2 separate regions of the Mus musculus genome follow, and region 2 is linked to region 1. The links are chromatin contacts, called in public HiChIP or PLAC-seq maps. All regions are on one chromosome and are shown on one strand. The core of a region is the stretch at or near the end of the contact, and the rest is flanking DNA. Distances in the headings are between cores, read along the strand shown.

What was found. HiChIP or PLAC-seq counts read pairs in DNA pulled down with a chosen protein or histone mark.
Region 2: an H3K27ac HiChIP or PLAC-seq map of the HPC-7 cell line shows a contact between it and region 1, with 7 times the contacts expected there. The contact joins two enhancer-like sites. A contact is called at or near these places in 4 of 15 datasets of contacts at CTCF or cohesin (CD8 T cells, the NIH/3T3 cell line, large pre-B cells and 1 more), 29 of 484 Hi-C or Micro-C datasets (the BV-2 cell line, CD4 T cells, CD8 T cells and 17 more) and 8 of 115 datasets of contacts at active chromatin or transcription factors (CD8 T cells, the HPC-7 cell line, the SCID.adh cell line and 5 more).

The regions. Positions count from the first base shown.
Region 1 is chr15:81,079,313-81,086,120 of GRCm38.p6, reverse strand. All of the region lies in intron 2 of Mrtfa (myocardin related transcription factor A), which reads left to right. Among named protein-coding and RNA genes, the nearest start is that of Sgsm3, 100 kb to the right of the region's middle. Within about 2 kb of position 4,685, at least 36 of the 459 cell types and tissues checked have an H3K27ac peak or open chromatin away from gene starts, as enhancers often do. A contact at or near this core is called in the HPC-7 cell line, bone marrow-derived macrophages and regulatory T cells, where this site is marked.
Region 2 is chr15:81,151,712-81,157,798 of GRCm38.p6, reverse strand. All of the region lies in intron 1 of Mrtfa (myocardin related transcription factor A), which reads left to right. Among named protein-coding and RNA genes, the nearest start is that of Mrtfa, 36 kb to the left of the region's middle. Within about 2 kb of position 2,353, at least 40 of the 459 cell types and tissues checked have an H3K27ac peak or open chromatin away from gene starts, as enhancers often do. A contact at or near this core is called in the HPC-7 cell line, bone marrow-derived macrophages and regulatory T cells, where this site is marked.

The DNA.
Region 1 (6,808 bases), core at 3,436-5,935:
GGCTGTCTTACCAGAGGGTCCCCTCTCTCCCAGCAGTTGTATACTAATTATACAACCCTGAAGCTGCAGGGATGTCTCCTGAGTCCTGTGAGTTTCCTGATCTTTGTCAGGCCAGAGCATCAGCCGTATAGACAGTCCTAGCCTACATATTCTCTCTCACCAGACTCATCTCAGCTTGTGGCTTCAAGTGCCATTGCCAGGTGGCGTATGTATCTACGTCTGTGGCCCTGACCTAGACCTTACTCTAGACTCCGCTTAACCACTGCTTCTTCCCACTGGACACCTAGATGATTCACATGCATTTAAAGCTGATGTCACCACTCCTGTGACTACCCTGAAGCCTGTAATCCCTAACTTAGTACCAGTTGCCTACCAAGAGTGGCAGGAGTCATCTTTGATTCCTCTCCTTTCCCCTGCTCTTCACACGGAGGCTGCTCTTTGACCTTTCCTCCTTTGTTTCATTGGACTTTTTAGCTTCAGTAGCCTTCTAATTGGTTGCTCTACCTAGAACCAACTCTGATCTGTCCTTTATTTAGCTGCCAAGAGTCCCTCCTAATCTTTGTTTTGTGTGTGTGTGTGTGTCCCAAGACAGCTTGTGAGAGGCAGTTCTCTGCCATGTAGGTTCCAGTGATCAAGTGTAGGTTTAGTCTTAGCTGTGTGTGCCTTTATTTACCTGCTGGGTCGTATGACCAGCTAGTATTTTGTTTTTAAAATTGTTATTCTTTTAATTGTTTTTATTACATGTAAATGGGTGTTTTAGCCACACGTGTGCCTTGTGCCTGAGCAAGCTAGAGGAAGGTGTCAGCTCCCCTGTCAGCAGATGTATGAATACTTGTGACCCACCCCCAATAAAGGTCCTCTGCAAGAGCAGCAAGTAGGCTACACTGCTGAGCTCTCTGCAGCCCCCATGTTTACTCATTTGAGGTAAAGTCCTTCCTTCCTTCCTTCCTTCCTTCCTTCCTTCCTTCCTTCCTTCCTTCCTTCTCTCCCATTGTTTCTCTGAGACAGAGTTTCACTTCATAGCCCCAGATATCCTGGAACTCACAATGTAGACCAGGCTGGCCTCAAACTCACAGAGATCCACCTGCCTCTGCTTCCTGAGTGCTAGGAATAAAGTCCTGCTCCACTACACCCAGCAAAACTAATTTTTACTGTTTGACAGCTTGTACTTTATAGCAGTCCTCCTGTCTGACCCTCTGAAGTACAGGGATCATAGGCATGAGCCACTGCACCAGGCCAACATACTTTTCCTAAATACCACTTTAAACCATTTGACTCTCCTAAGCAGAATTCTTAGGTTTACTGTGGGCTATAACTACTTTATGCATGTGTTTAGTCTCTCGCTTGGTTACGTCCCTCAGTCTATGTGAGTATTGACTGACTTTGGTTCTGGAACTGCTGGTGCCTTTGCCCTGACCACTCCTCCTTGTGCGCATTGGGCTGTTAGCATCCATTCGTCCTTCTAGACCAGGCCTAGTTCTTTTGAAAGGCGTGCTATGTGCCCCCTTCCCATGCAGATGTGATGGGCTCTTTCCTTGGGCTCTTTATTTTCCCCCATTTTTATTTTATGTGTATTAATGTTTTGGCTGCACAAATATCTCTACACTATATATATATATATATATATATATATGCAGTGCCCTAGGAGGCCAGATGAAGGTGTCAGCGTACCCTGGAAGTAGAGTTACAGGCGGTTGAGAGGGTTTCAGTACAGGTGCTTGGAACCGAGCCTGTGTCCTCTGGAAGAGCAGCCAGGGCTCCCAGCTGCTGAGCGTCTCTCTAGCACCCTCCCATGCTTTTTTAGTAGTTGGTTCTTACCACCACAAAGTGCATCCTTAGCTGGCCTCACAGTATATAGGAAGCACATTCTTGCAAATAGAGGCGGGATCTTGTTGCTGTATCCCTAGGTTCTAGCATGTAGGCCGTATGTAATAATTTTATTTAAGGACTGATGCCTATGAGTCAATTCCTAGGGAACAGATTTGACCTTATTTCATCCTGTCATCTGTTTGAAGGCGGCCAGAAGCTCAAGAGACCTTACCAGCCAATCAGATGGTTTTGTCCTCTGTGATCGGCTTACGTCTTTCCTTGAGAAGCTAATCAAATCAGGTTCCCTCAGCTTTCCCAGTTGTACGTTTCCCTCTTAAACGGTGATTCGATTCGTTTTGACTGTTCCTCACCCTGCAACTACCGATTCAGTCTCTGCTCTGTGGGTTCTAGTGCTGTACACTTTATATAGTGCCTACATACTTGCACTGTGTTAATACCCTGGAAGTTAGGGAACCTAGAGACCTGCCTGCCGCTGCTCTGCAGTTACCTTAAGTCCCACACTAGAGCTTTCATCCCATTTCTGTGTTTGCACTGCCGATCTTAGCAGCACACACAGTGTATAGTTTAGGTTGGCTTTTCTTCTTTCCTCTCCCTCCCTCCTCTTCTCCTTCCCTCTTTCTTTCTCTTTCTCTCCCTCTCCCTCTTTCTCCCCCACCCCCAACCCCTCTCTTTTAAAGGCCTTGACTGCTGTCTTGATTTACTGCACTGGGAAGAATAAATTTTGATTTTTTTTTCTCTCTCTTTCTTGTTCCTCCTTCTGAGGGAGCCTGCGTCACTGAGAAATGTTTAACCTCACGGCCTTATGCTAGGGCTGGAAATTTGCCTAAGGGAACTGGAAGCTGGCAGTGTTTTTACTTAAATTCCCCCTTACGGGGTGGGGGTTCTTAGCAGAATCAGCCAAAACAGCTAGATGCCGGGAAACTTTAGTAGCAAGGTTGTTGCCATTAGGTTACTGAAAATATCTGAAAAGTTTTCTAGAGATAAGTATAGGCATTTTGAATTCCCTCTTGGGGGAAAAAAATAACAAAATAAAACAAAACTGTAGTTTCTGCCAGGTATGAAGACAAACTCAGGCAGAGGGCTGGACACGGTGATGCATGCCCACTGGGGAGGCTGAGGCAGGCAGATCTCTGGGAGCTGGAGACTAGCTTAGTCTTTGTGGCAAGTTCTAGGCTAGCCAGAGCCACATAGTGAGACCTCGGTAGAGAAACTTAGATTGTTCTAGAAAGGACACTGGGAAGAGACAGGAGCAGCAAAGGTAGTCAGGGACAAGAAAAGGCAGGACACTCATGTGTGTGTGTGTGTGTGTGTGTAAGGCTTTTTTTCTGTGCACATCTGAAATAAATCACAAATTAGTAGAAAGGTAGTTGTGAGTGTTTCAGCTGTCTGTGTGTGTGTTATTAAAAGCAGACTGACCCGCATGAGAGGGGCTGTCACCAGAGTGAATAGTATAAACCCGCTACCTAGGGAGAGTAGCCACAGACTGGGGCTCTGGTCTGTGGGAAGAATTTAACTTTTTTTAAAATCAACTTTGGAATTATACTACAGTAGATTATAACAGGGATTTTTTTAAAAAAAATAAATCTTTCCAACTCTTACTAGTGTTTTGTATTTACAAACGCACTTCACTGACATAAAGAAGATATTTGCTCACAAGGGCTATTGTGAATGATCTTTGATGCCTCAAAAATGAACTGTCTTGGTAATGGGAAGTTATAAACCATCAGGTTAAATATAACCACCTGTTACATATAACTTTATATCGTTTTGTGTCACAGATGAAAAGTCACACAGACATTTGTCAAGTGCAGTCATAAGCTGGGCAGGCACTGGGCCCTGAAAGAAAGGAACTGTGTAGTTAATTTACAGTGGCTTTGTGACATTGCAGAAAATTGAAGGCAATTACATTGTGCTTAGTATAAGTACAGGTTATCTTGACACCTTGAAGGATATGTGGATTCACCTACCAGTTCTCTGTTTATACTGTTTTCTCCTGTTAGTAGGAGAGATGGCCGACTTAGGGCCGATGGTGATATAGTCATCAGGTTTGTTCTTGTTAGCAAGAACTTAACAACTCTTGATTATATCTTTATTATTCCTATTTATATCTGCTTAACCCTTCTTAGGAATCCCAGCCTCGTTGTACCTCAGGGATTGCTCAGATTCCTAAGGAGTGATTCTAAAAGTCAAGAAATAAACTTCTGCTCCTGTTGGATATATAGGAGCCACTAACTTAACTAACTAAATGCCTACAAGATGCTTAGAAAAGACGAATAGGGAATGAGATTGAGATCTGGAAATGTTGAGGTTAAATTGGAGCTAGACCAGAGAGTAAGCCAAATTTGATAGATAAAAGTCAGAGGAAGGAAAACGAACCTGTGGTGTTAGGATGGGAAGGAAACCCAAAGCAAACATCTGGGAAGCAATAGTCACTGTGTCTGCCCGGGAGTAACATTTCCACCTTGATTAGAATAGGAGGTTTAGGGTGGTTGGAAATTTGGGTTGAATATGTAATTAGTGAGGAGCCTGATACTAAATTAGAATTTGGCCTTGGCCAGATAAGTCTTTTAAGCTCTTGAATAGTTATTTCTTTTATTAATTTTCAGTTGCGATCTGTATTAAAATGGCTGTAGAACTTCAGCAGTCATAAACAATGCAGTAGTAAGCCAGCATCACTCAGAGTTTTGTTTTGTTTTGTTTTTATAAGGGAAAGGTTGAGTTAGTGCATAGTTTTGCCAGCTGAAAGTCCAGAATCAGGAGGCCCATCGGTTTGGCCTTTGGTGAAGGCCCCTTTGGCTGTATGACATCATGGTGGCATGTGGGAGCATATGCTGAAGGGAAAGATCACATGGTGAGACAGGAAGCCACAGTAATTACCTCTTAAGTGCTACGCTTGTGAAAGTCGATGCAAAGGTCACAGATATATAAACTACTTTTTGAAAAAAATGCAAGGAAGGACGTTATTTTAAATAAATCATAACAATAAACATGAAAGTTAAGATGTGTGGCATATGTGAAAGATTCTTAAGAAAGTGACACATTGCTTTTGGAAGGGGGCAGTCTTCAGTGTGCTTCATGGTGCTGGTGTCACACAAAACTACCCATTGCAGTCCTAGCACACCAGGGCTCCTGACAGGTACTGGGGTACAGTAGGGCACCGGCCTGACATGGTGCCTGTTTGTGCACAGTTGAGTTTATCAGTGAAGGCAGGTTAGTAAATGTAGCAGAAAAGGGTCTATCTATGGTAAACTATTTAGACGACTGAGAAAACAGGACCAGAGCTTCCAAACAAATTAGGAATTATTCTGAGATGGCTTTGAGGGGTGTGGTCCAGATCTTTAACCTGTGACCCAAGGGGTTTCTTTTTTATTTGTGGGGGGAAGGCGGGTTTCGAGACAGGGTTTCTCTGTATAGCCCTGGCTGTACTGGAACTCACTCTGTAGACCAGGCTGGCCTCGAACTCAGAAATCTGCCTGCCTCTGCCTCCCGAGTGCTGTGGGATTAAAGGCGTGCGCCACCACGCCCAGCTTCCCAAGGGGTTTCTAACCAGGGAGATATGGAGAGTGATGATTTGGAGAAAAATAGATGAGCTTATTTGAGGAACTGTTAGAACTGGTAATAGTATAACACACACAAGCATAACAGTGTGACACACACAAGTGAAGCTTCCAAAGTGTAGGCGGCCACCTTGTCCTGACCACTTCCTGGTTGCCCCAGGAACTTCTAACCTGTCTCGTTTTCCCCATATGAATCAGATACGACAATGATCATTTTAGGTGTGCTGGTGCACCCCTTTAATCCCAGCACTTGGGAGGCAGAGGCAGGCGAATTTCTGAGTTCGAGGCCAGCCTGGTCTACAGAGTGAGTTCCAGGACAGCCAGGGCTACACAGAGAAACCCTGTCTCGAAAAACCAAAAAAAAAAAAAAAAAAAAAAGATTAGGGCTGAGTTACCAAGGATGTTTTCAGACTGGTGTTTGGCAGACCCCAAGGCTTCAGTATACTTTAGTTTTTACTGCTAGGGCAGTAGTAACTGCAAGGATAAAGTGTGAGAAGACGGTCTGAGACTAAGGCTTAGTGAATGGTACAAGAAGCATTTAAGAGCATTGAGAAGTCGATGCAGGGAATTTCATTTTGGAGTGCTCTGGTTTCAGGGTGGAGGCCAGACTGAAAGGGCTAAAAATGCAGCAGGGAGAGCAGAGAGATGGATGCGAAGTCCATATGAGACATGGTCATTCAAACGTGCTCACTGTGTGCAGGTGTGCTTTCTAAAAGCGTATGTGTCTGTGTATGGGTATGTGCGCATCCATGCAGATGCCATTGGAGGCCAGAGGCAGTTACAGGTGGTTGCAGGCTGCTGAAGTGGGTGCTGGCAACCAAATGCCTGGTCCTTTACCAGAGCAGTGTGCATCCTTAACTGCTGAGCCGCGTCCCCAGCCCTGTGGTGCTTGTGCTTTGTTGATGGTGACATTGAGCACAGACTTAGTAGTCAGTGTTGGCAAGAAAAGTAAAGTCGAGACAGGGAATAGATGGAAAACATCTGTAGGTGATTTAGAAGGACCATCCATCACGGACGGACGGATGGATGGACAGACAGACGGACGGACAAACGGAAGGAAGGCAGGCCCTTTGAGAAAGCACTAATTGAGAAAAGGCTAGAATGAAGGGGAGGGAGTCCTCCGTGGTATGAGCATGCTTAGCATGGCTAAGACGAGAGAAGATTGTACATGTGAATGAGAACATACATGATACAAGCTGGGATCGCCCATCCTGCTCACCTGGCTCATAGTGTGTGTTCTATGAGTGCCTGTTGAAAAGACAGACCAGATAGCAACTGGATCAACAGTGAGTCATGCTCTCTAACAAGCCTGGAATCTGGGAAGGGGAGAGAGACAAGGAAGGCTGGGAGAAGTTGTGGGTAAACTCTCTGACTGTGAGAGCTCAAAGATTGGACACTGGATGGTCTCCATCCAGCTGTGC
Region 2 (6,087 bases), core at 1,104-3,603, 74 kb before region 1:
TCTATGAGTTCAAGGACAGTCTGATCTACCTATCAAATTCCTGGACAGCCTGGCCTTGAGTTTTTAACTGAATAATGGTACAAAGAGTCTTTACCTTCTGACCCGGCTTCCATGTCTGGGACCATTTCTCGTTGTTTAGTCTAATGTGACTGATGGGTTGTTCAGCTCCTAGAGAGCAGGCAGTGCGTTCTCTTCACCCATTGTGCTGCTCCACACATTGAAGCAACTCCGGAAATACACAGTGGGCAGATGAATATGGAGCCTTTCTAGATGCCAGCCACTGAAGTATCCCAGCTGTAATGGGGGTTGGGGAGGGAGGGACGGAGGGATGCCCACAGGTCCTTAAAGGCAAGGCTCAACTCCCTTCCAAGAGTAATTTTCAGTGGTGTAGGACCAGAGTTGTTTCACAGGGCTCCTGTAGTGCTTATATAAGTAAGTGCTGAATTGTTGTCATTCAACTCCACCTGACTGCAGCGACAGATAACGCAGCCACTGTTGTGGTATATGGAGGACAGGAAGGATTTAAGCGGCTATTGAAATGCCCTTTGTGAATTGGAAGCACTGCTTATACCATATGTACTGGGTAGTTTTGTGTCAACTTGACACAAGCTGGAGTTATCACAGAGAAAGGAGCTTCAGTTGAGGAGATGCCTCCATGAGGTCCAGCTGTAAGGCATTTTCTCAATTAGTGATCAAGGGGGAAAGGCCCCTTGTGGGTGGTGCCATCTCTGGGCTGGTAGTCTTGGTTCTATAAGAGAGCAGGCTGAGCAAGCCAGGGAAAGCAAGCCAGTAAAGAACATCCCTCCATGGCCTCTGCATCAGCTCCTGCTTCCTGACCTGCTTGAGTTCCAGTCCTAATTTCCTTGGTGGTGAACAGCAATGTGGAAGTATAAGCTGAATAAACCCTTTCCTCCCCAACTTGCTTCTTGGTCATGATGTTTATGCAGGAAGAGAAACCCTGACTGAGACACCATATGAATTTTTATTTTTCTGTGTGTGTTTTAGCAACTGTGTGATGTGATTGGTATGGAATTTCTGTGAAAATTTTGAGCAGGGTAGATCCCATGTTGGTTGATTTTCTTCCTTTCTTTCTTTCTCAAAGATTTATTGATTATTATATCTAAGTACACAATGTAGCTGTCTTAATGCACCAGAAGAGGGCGCCAGATCTCATTACAGATGGTTGTGAGCCACCATGTGGTTGCTGGGATTTGAACTCAGGACCTTTGGAAGAGCATTTGGTACTCTTAACCGCTGAGCCATCTCTCCAGCCCCCCATGTTGATTTTCTCTTCCCTGCCTTCCTAGCTGGTGTGTGTGTTGGTGTTTCCAGTTAGATTTAGGTGGGATAGGTCAGATTTGCAGTTGTTTAGGGGAGACTTTTTTTGCAGTTTTATCGAGACCCAGTGATTGTTCCGTGCTGCATCCAGTAACTCGGCACTGGATAGGTCGATGTTGCAGCACACACCTTTAATCTCAGCATTTCGGAGTCTGAGGCCCACCTGGTTCATATAGCTCTGACTGGCCTGAACGCTACGTAGACCATGCTGGTCTTGAACTCACAGAGATCCACCTGCCTATGCCTCCCAAGTTCTGTGACTAAAGATGTGTGCCACCATGTCTGGTATAGCATAAGTTTTTAAAAGATTATTTTTGAATATGTGTATGGTGTGTGTGTCTGTCTGTGTCTGTCTGTCTATCTGTCCATGTCGCAACTGCGTGCTGTGCAGGTCAGAGGGCAGTCATGGGTGTTGGTCCTTGATTTCTGAGTCAGAGTCTGTCACTGTTTGCTGCTGTGCTGTGTAGCCTAAAGTACCTGGCCCTTGAGAGGTTGTTGGGTGGAAAGGGTGGATTCTCCTGTGCGTACCTCTATCTCACTGAAGTCCAGGGCTTACAGGCATTCACAACTACATCTAGATTTTTTTTCAACATGGATTCTGAGGTCAACAGGCTGGTGTGACAGTGTTCTTACTTGCTGAGCCATGAACCATCATACTAGCTCCTAAGGTAGTCCTTTTTATACTGTAGTGTATGTGTAGGGGTCCCACACACGTGCAAACCATGTGCATGTGTGCAGAACACAGCACAGCTTGTGGGTATTGTTTCTCGCTTTCCAACATGTAGATCTCTGGGATTGAGCTCAGGTCATCAGATGTTGCAGAAAGCACCTTTACCTGTTGAGCCATCTTGCTGGCTCCCTAGTGTAGGGTTAGAATATGTTTTTGCCTCCACCCCTCCAGGGTTGGTGTTGAACCCAAGGCCTGCATTGTAAGAGGCAAGTACCCCATCACTGAGCCACTGAGACTGGCTTTCTCAGTCATACTAAACAGGAACCTTTAGTCCTGCTACAAGGAAGAGTTGTTGAGGTGCTTCCTGTAGCAGGAGGAGCAAGCTCTTAGATAAATAAGGAAGAGGAAGGGAGAGGACAAGGGAGATTAAAATTTAACTTCATTGCCTGGTACCTGCTGGTCAGAATTTAACTGGTTGGTCACTCAGAAAATTGCCTTCTTTGTATTGTTCTGTGTTTTTATCGGGGTGACAACAGTTGGCAACTACTTTATGGAAATACTGTAAGAATTAGTAGAAGAGAAAGTGAGATTTGTTGAGGCATGCTGAGAGTTAAACAGGGCCCTGGCAACTTCCTATTGAATTCTGTCACTTGAATTGACAGTGTAGTGTTTTAGATGTAGGTGGATGCTGCTGTCTGGAAACCAGTGTGTTGCACTGTTTTAGATGTAGCCGTGCAGGAAGCAAGTCTCTGTTGGTTTATGTTCTTGTGTGCATCTGCTAGCACATTGCTTTATAGAAAGGGAAAGAAAGATTCCCACATGAGCTAGATTTTTAAAAAATTTTGTTTTTAATCTTCTAATCTTGCAACTGATTTAGCCAAAGGCAGGAGGGAGCCTAAAAGGTTTGAAATTAGAGACACTGTGATGTTTTGGGAAGTTGAAACTCTTGACCCAGGGTATGCTAAAGTCGATGTAGAGGAGGCCAGAGTAGGTTAACGTTTTCAGAACTCAAATTGAGTGTGAATTGGGGTTGTTTATAGGTATGGTTTGCTTCATGTCTGTCTCTATCTGCAAATGGAGCTAGTTAAGTGTAAGACCTCTGTTTTGAGAAACTTTGGTAAAAGTCCCTGAACCAATGCAAATTTATCTTCTTCAAAAATACCAACAAAAATTTCCCCATTTGGCTTTTTAAGTGAGTTGAGGGAATTAACTGTTGTTCTTACACTTAGAAAGAAATGGACATTCTCTCAAAGTAATTATAATTGATTTTCCACTTTGGGAATCTCTTGCTTTGTGTCCTTCAGCCACAGGCTTGTGTGGGATCTCTCAGAGTTACTCTCTCTTCTTTGTTACATGGAATCAACTTCAGTGTTCTGCGGCTCCATAGAGGTGTTGTCTTTTTGCTTGCTCGTAGAATGGTGAGCTTTCCTTGTAGTTTGAACAAGGTCTACAGAGAATTGTCCAGAGACATTAGCCACATTGTATCCATTCAGGGGCTGGAATGGACACGTTTAATATTTTTTATCTTATGAAAGTTTTTGTTGTTAGTTTTCTGTCTACTCTTGCAGATTAATCAGAGAGATGATCAGTAGTTCTTCCTTCTTGTTTTGACTAGCAAATACCTTGAACAGCATTATTGAGTTTTTACTGTGTATTTTGTCTGATTGGAGTGTGCATTTCAGTGATGTTTAGTAGTTTATGCATTTATGCAACTACACCACATTCTAGCATCACATATCAGTGCTGGGACACGGATGGGACACAGTGTTGGATGAAGGCTAAAGACTGATGATCTCTGACTTTATAATCCTACTATTTGTGTTTTAATCAGCGCTAGTTTCCTTTCTTTTGCTATTTTGTGCTTTTAATAAGTGTTGGTTTCTTTCTCTGTAACTCTTACTATTTTGTGCTAATAAGCTTTACTTTCTCTCTCTGTTCAAGGATCTCTTGAACTTGGAGAGGCTTGTAACTCATTAACTCTTTGTGAACCAGAGAGAAAAGAAAGGAAAAGAATTAAAATGTTTTACACAGGCAATATGCACAGACACACACTCAAACATACACACATACTCTGGTCAGGTCTGACCTCTTATCTCATCAGTATCAATTCTACAAGAGTTCATGGATACTTACATACATATACATATACCTACACACATACACATGTAAATAAATATAGACACACACACATATACACACACATACATGTATGTTTGGTGAATGGGGCTGAGCCCCAAATGCCACTTTATTCCTCTTCTCTGGCCTTCTTATACCTTCTTAGACAAAAGTTCTTTAGAAAATTACCTCATAGATAAAATGTTACACAAAAGGGGAGTTACAGAAGGGTATTGATATTAAGTTCAAAGCAGTGCTTTATTCTGCAAGCTCATTATAAGTTCAAAGCAACAGTTTCCCATGGCCTGGCTTTATCATAGTGCACACCTGTGACTTTATCCTTGGATCTGACCTAGAATGAATGTTTTTCCTTAATTACAAATTTTTCCCAAGCTGATTTCTCTTTCTAGTGTAATTGTGAAAGCTCACTGTATTCCTTATTATGCAGCCTTTACTTGCTAATCTATGAGGAGTGGGCACATTCTATTCTTGAGTCTAACTTTATTATATCTTTCTGGCAAAGCAACTAAAATCATCTCTTAAAACTTTCTTCCTAAAATTATTTGAATCAAATCAGGAATTTTATAAAATCATTATCAGGATTATGATATCATCAGTTTGTCTACATAGCACTAATACATAATAGTATATCTTCATTGTTCTGCAGAAAATCTGCCCAATAGGGGTGGCTAATGCTCAGGAATCACTGGACTATGTAATAATGACAGGAAAGGCATATCAGTAGCAAGAAGCAACCCTGGGATAAAAATCTTTGAAAGCCTTGTACTTCAGAGCTTGCCCATCGAGGCCATGTAAAGCTGTGGGCCATCTCCGGAAACCTCACTTGCATGCTTTTAGCCTTTCCTAGATGGCCTCTGCTTCTGAGCACTTTGTTTTTGAGATAGGGCCTCATATAACTCAGTCTGTCCAGGATCTCTTTGTAGCTGAAGTAGACCGTGAATTCCTGATCTTCCTGTCTCTAGCTCCCTAGTGCTGGGATCACAGGTGGGTACACCACCACATTTGCTTTTGTAAACACTTTTCCTTATTTATTATTATTATTATTATTATTATTATTATTATTATTATTTTAAAATTGAGACAGGGTTTCTCTGTGTAACAACCTTGGCTGTCCTGGAACTCTCTTTGTAGACCAGGCTGGTCTCAAACTTAAAGAGCTCTGTTGGTTTTGAATTTACAGGGATCTGCTTCTGCCTCTGTAGTACTGGGATTAAAGGCATTTGCCACCAAGCTCTTCTGTAAACACTTTATACTTATTTTTATTGTTTTTTAAAAAAAGTGTGTGTGTGTGCTCACTGATGCCAGAAGAGACATCAGATCCCCTGGAACTGGAGTTACAGGGGTGTGTGAGCCACCATGTGATGCTGGAATTGAACTCAGGTCCTCTGGAAGAACTAGTGCTCTTAATCACAACGTTTTCTTACTGTTGTTAACACCACAACCACCAATATTATTTTACTTATTTTTTGAGGTAGGATCTTATGTAACCCAGCCTATCCTCCAGCTCACTAAGAAGCTGAGATGACCTTGATTTTGTAAGAGTGCTGGGTTCACAGGCATGCTACCAATTCTGCTTTATATAATGCTGGGGATTGAACCTAGAACCCTAGTGTCTGGAAGGTAGGTACTCTGCTAAATGAGCTGTATCTCCAGCCCCACCTAAGTTTTTTTTAAAGGCTCCTGATGTCACTTTGTCTCATTGATGGTGGTGTCAGTCTCTTCCTTTAGTTAAGTTCCTACCTAGCTGATTTACTTATTTTAAGCATGCCTCCCCCTCCCAATATATAACTGTATTAGTCAGGGTTCTCTAGAGTCACAGAACTTATGGATAATTTCTAAATAGTAAAGGAATTTATTGATGACTTACAGTCGGCAGCCCAATTCCCAACAATGGTTCAGTCGCAGCTGTGAATGGAAGTCCAAGGATCTAGCAGTTACTCAGT